Regions from separate parts of the Gossypium hirsutum genome. Here region 1 is linked to region 2. The links are chromatin contacts, called in public Hi-C maps. All regions are on one chromosome and are shown on one strand. Each heading gives the region's core, a stretch centred on a gene start, on an enhancer-like site or on the middle of the called end of the contact. The rest is flanking DNA. Distances are from core to core; before and after follow the strand shown. Region 1 holds the start of LOC107923113 (protein DCL homolog, chloroplastic). Region 2 holds the start of LOC107952130 (ABSCISIC ACID-INSENSITIVE 5-like protein 5).

The links. Hi-C and Micro-C count contacts between places; a contact is called where the count stands out from the background.
Region 1: a contact with region 2 is called in a Hi-C map of leaf, with 2.3 times the contacts expected there. The contact joins the promoter of LOC107923113 here to the promoter of LOC107952130 in region 2. A contact is called at or near these places in 2 of 34 Hi-C or Micro-C datasets (both in leaf).

The regions. Positions count from the first base shown.
Region 1 is chrA03:33,034,216-33,036,915 of Gossypium_hirsutum_v2.1, reverse strand. It overlaps LOC107923113 (protein DCL homolog, chloroplastic), which reads right to left and starts at 1,370. Exons shown (of 3, transcript XM_016853326.2): 1 at 857-1,370; 2 at 652-766; 3 at 3-396. The coding sequence starts at 1,218. The coding sequence ends at 394.
Region 2 is chrA03:32,275,055-32,277,754 of Gossypium_hirsutum_v2.1, reverse strand. It overlaps LOC107952130 (ABSCISIC ACID-INSENSITIVE 5-like protein 5), which reads left to right and starts at 1,308. Exons shown (of 4, transcript XM_016887409.2): 1 at 1,308-1,423; 2 at 1,775-2,700. The coding sequence starts at 1,781.

The sequences.
Region 1 (2,700 bases), core at 121-2,620, 760 kb before region 2:
TGAAAAAGTAACCCAAATATCATAGTAACCTGTCAAGTCTAACACTAGCTTTAATTAATGTGTCAAAATTTATATTTATCTATATATGAGACGTAAAACAACATTACATAATACAAAAACAGAATGTCAGCTCTAACCCTCACATAATACAAAAAGCTTTGAGCAAGTACAATTGCAGCCTATTTTGCTTCCACTATAGCAATGAGCTAACAAGACAAAAGGGGAAACAGGACGGCGATGGGGGTGGAATGGGGAATATTGCCATCAGTACAGACTCCAAACCTGCCAAATATCTCCAGCCTAAATTGAAATCCTACAAGGCAGCAACTTCTTCTACTAGGTAGGGGACTCTCACCCGCATTTCTAAAAGCCTGTCCCTTCACTCCTTCAGTTTTACTGCATGACTAGATTTGAGCCCGAATTTTAGTATTTAAATTTATATTGATGCAACTTGATTTCGTCTAGTCCTTTCAGGGGGGAAAAAAGGTCACGTTAGAACTTACACTAAATTATGCAACTAATTAAATCGGAAAAAAATTCTGAAAATCCTAAAAAGAAATATTAGTATAATTTATTTAAATTGTTAAATTCAAGCTTCTAATTATTTATAAATTCCAGTGGGCAAAATGCAGATAAGGTACAGAAACATACAGTAATGTAATCAATTCCACATCCGATTTTCTTCTCAGACTCTGGATGGTAAGGAAGCAACCTCTCCAGAATACTCTTTTCGTGCTCTGGACTCAATCTATCTCCACTTCCATACCTGCAATAAATTTACAAATTTACAATAAAAGGAAGTATTATATAATTAGATAATTTCTTTTTTAAAAAGGCAACAAATTGAATTACTTACTTTCCAGAATGAAGAATCATTCTAACGAAACCAACGAGAGGAACAGTGTCCCGTAAAATCCTGTCTTCCCAATCAATCCATTCACCTCTATTTCCTTTTTCCTTACTACCATCCTCTTCCTCCGAAATTCCGCCACTTTCCTCATCTGGAACTATACTCGGCTTCCTTAACAAATCAGCGCCGGAAGATTCCTGGCTCGCGGTTCTCCCGCCGTCGGGGTCGGTCGTCAGCGCGCAAAAACGAACGCGGAGCGACGTTGTTTGGTACAACGGAGAAGATAAGATAACAGAGGAGGAAGAAAAAGAGATAGGGATAAAGGTAAGGTGAAAGTTGGACGGTGATGGCTTGAGAAATGAAGCCATAACGAGTGAACTGAGTCAGTGAGTTAACGGTCGCATTACTGTTTTGGCATTGGAAAGGATTATATTAGCTGATAGAAAAAGGGTGATATATGTCCAGCTAAGCCCATTAATATTTTTTAAAATTTCTTTGAGGGTAGACTTTTTGGACTGGTTGATCAAGGAACTATAATAATTAAAAATATTTCATAATCAATAACATTACTTTAAACTTAGGTAAATTATTTAAATTTCGATAAGTTATTTTTTATTTAATTGTTTAAAATATTTTATTAAAAAATTTATAAACAATAATTAAACAACCTTTTAAAATGAATAAAACTTGTGATAAAATATTCTAATATTGTATTTTAAAATGTATAGAGAATTTTTATTTTAATTTTTTTAAATTATTTAGTTTTAATATTACTGATAAAGTTTTATTTTAATTTTAATTTGAAAAAATATATATTTTTAACCTTTTAGATTTAAATAATATTATGTGTTTGCAAATATATTTTAAAAAGTTAGGATTCATAAAAATTACAAATTATAAATAATCTGAAATCTAGCTATTGAAATTATAAATTATGGGATATACAATCAAACAAAATATTAGATAATTTATTATATTTTCTTTAAAAAATAAGTTTAACATTGAGGTCTTAAATATGAATTATTTAAGGTTTTGAATAATATAAATAATATAATTTAATTTTATCAATTCTTGAAAGAAAATAACTAAAGGGCTTCAAAATATTGGTTTCGAACCTTCCTATTATTCATTTAGCCTGTACAGCTTTTTTATCTATAGCCTAACCAATTTTTTTTTAAATTTTGAAATTTATAAAATCTCTCTAAATATTTTTAAATTACTTCGTTGATGGCTAAAAGTAGTCATTTACTTATTATTAAGATAGCTAAAGGTCGTGATGTTGTGATTATAATGAAACTTTTTTAAGTGGATCCCCAAATCATGTAGGTTTTTTACTTTTTATCAAATGATTTTCATTTATGTTGTGTAATTAGTTTTTTTCTTCTTTTTTTTTTGTCATTTTCAAGTGTTAATGAACTTTAAGTCATGTAACATTTTATACAACATGCTTCATCATACTTAAATATCATTAAATCTTCGAATAGACTTAAACTTTTTTATTCAACTCAATTTTGTAAAATTTAATATCAAATTTGATTTACAGATTAAACTAGTCAATTGCAATTATCTCAATTTTTTTTTCATTTTGACTGGAAGGATGACCTTTACGTACACCCCTATGCACAAAGCAAAAATGTAATATTAACTTTATCACACATTAGTGATGGTTGAAATTTACATGGTAAAATTATTATGAAGGTTTTTGTATTAAGAGTTTTATTACATTTTATCTCTTTTATTCAAAAAAGGGTAAAATAGTCTTGTATATTAGATAAAAAAAGTAAATTGGTCCTTCTGTTAAAAATTACATCCATCTTATTGTTAAAAGCTAGTCCCTATATGCCAACATG
Region 2 (2,700 bases), core at 59-2,558:
TATAATTTAAGTTCAAATTAGATTTTAATTCTATTTAATGTTGAGTAAATGTGCGACGTGGTTACTAATAAGTTATTAGTTGAAGTGATGAGAAAACACATTTAAAATTTGAGAAACACATTTACTAGAAAGGATTTACCTTTCACACTCTTAGCCCGATGGGAATTTGTCTAAAGTCTAATATGACTTGGGAATACCTTAAATTTAAACCAAAAAAATAATGTCCCATATAAAATTGTTCATGACCGGGTGACTTATTGGGTTTAAAGTTCTGTTTAAAAAATAAGAGAATTTAAATAAAAATATATATTTAAAAAGTAGATTTGAGAAAAAAATAAGATCCGTTTAGAAAATAGTTTAAGTTTTGGATAAAATTTTTTTAGCTCAAGCCCAACTTGATGCAAATTTGTAATAAAAATTTTTTGCTGTTTTTTCATATTTTGTCATCGTTTTCTCACTTATTGCCATTGTTTTACTATGATTTCACTATTATGTTACTACTATTTTGTTCTTAATATTTGAATATTATATAACACTTGTTTTATTATTAATTTTACTATTATTTTAGATATATTTGCTTATTAAGTTGCACTTATCTCAGTGTTATTTAAATATAAAGACTTTTTTAATTTATTTTTAATTTGTTGGGAAATATTTATTTTAATATTTTTTAGTATATTTGATATATTATATTTTTTAAATTAAAAAAATTAACACAAACATGCCGGGTCTAAATTTTAACATTTTTATACAAGTCGAAATTGAATAAAAAATTAAGCTATTTTTTCCGCCCGGCCGAACGGATGATCAAAATGCTTCAATAGCGTTATTAATTATTTTATAATTCAATGATTAATAGAAAAATTACTAACAAGGTCATCTTAATGTAGTTTAAATAAATAAGAAAAAGGATTAAGGGCATCTTTGTCAAAACGAAACCCGCACAAAAGTAGAATAGTAGGTCTGAGCCGCAGGCATATAATTATCCAAGATCATTGGCCTTTTATCAGGTTGTATGAAAAACGTATAAATGTGAAACAAAGATTATGCTTTAGACCAAAATGCCCCTAATTCACTCTCTTCAGCATTTATCTATTTGGCGCTATGACGCTATTCTAACCAACGAAGCCACTAAAAATTCCAAACCAATAAAATTCAAACAATCACTACCGTTCCCTACACTCAACGTGGACGGTCCAAATCTCACATCACCGCAGCCAACCCTTTCTCTTTGGTCCACATTTCCCCACTCCAGCTGGCCCACCAAAATTATTAAAAAATCAAGCTCACTGTAAAAAATACTCTCTATTTATTTAATGTCTTAACTAAAAAATAAAGGGACAAAGGCACACTTGGCGCTTGCTCGAAGTCCCCTAAGTTGCCAGAAGAAAGAAGAATTCAAACTAAACGCTGTCCCGAAAAGGTTAAAAACCTTTTATTTTATCTCTCTAGCTCTTGCTTAAAAAATTGTCTAGTTCTTGCCCATACTGCTCTCTGCTGTCGTTTATGTGTTGTTTTTGGAGAATTAATAAACTAATTTGCCGTGTTTATTGTGTTTGTGTGTTTGGGATTTGGGTGGTTTTTTTCTTAACCAAAGAAAAAGTTTATGTTTTTCACATTCCATTTTTATGTTTATGTTTTGATTTTTCTTCTTAGTTTTTCTGATCTTGATTGAAAGGGTTTTTATAGAAAACCTGAAAGTCCCAAATTTTGGAAAAAAAAACATAGAAAGCTTTAATTTTGGGGCCAAATTTGTTAACACTGTTTTATCCAGATTTGAATGGCGGCTAACATGAAGTTGAAGAACTTTGGAAGTAACCAACCACTACCAGCTGACGGCGGTGGGAATACTCTGTTAAGTAGACAGCCATCGATCTATTCTCTAACCTTTGATGAGTTTCAAAGCTCTATGGGTGGAATAGGCAAATATTTTGGGTCTATGAACATGGATGAGTTGTTGAAGAACATTTGGAGTGCTGAAGAAACTCAAACAATGGCTTCTTACAGTGGTGGCCTGGACGCATATGGAGGGCTACAAAGGCAAGGGTCTTTGACTTTGCCAAGGACGCTAAGCCAGAAGACTGTTGATGAGGTTTGGAAAGATATTTCAAAGGAGTATTCAATAGGGAAAGATGGGATTGGAACTGCGGCAGGGACAAATCATGTGCCCCAAAGGCAGCAAACATTAGGGGAGATGACTTTGGAAGAGTTCTTGGTGAAGGCTGGTGTGGTAAGAGAGGGCACCCAATTTGCTGGGAAGGATAATAATGTTAATGGAGGGTTCTTTGATGGATTTCAACAAGGTGGTAGAACTCCAAATTTCATGGGAAATAGGCTTTCTGAAGTTGGTTTTCAGGCTTCTAATTTGCCTTTGAATGTTAATGGGGTTAAATCAAACCAGCACCAGTTACCTCAGCATCTGCAGCAACAACCAATTTTTCCTAGGCAACCTGCTGTAGGATTTGGATTTCAGATGCCTTTACAAAGTGGTGGTCAGTTGGGGAGTCCTGGAAATAGAGGGGGAATTACTGGGATGGGGGATCAGGGACCACCTAATGGTCTTATTCAGGGTGGAAAGATGGGGATGATTGGTTTAGGAGGGCCAGTCAGTGTTGCAACTGGATCACCTGCTAACCACTTCTCATCAGATGGGATAGGGAAGAGTAGTGCAGATACTTCCTCTGTCTCGCCGGTTCCTTA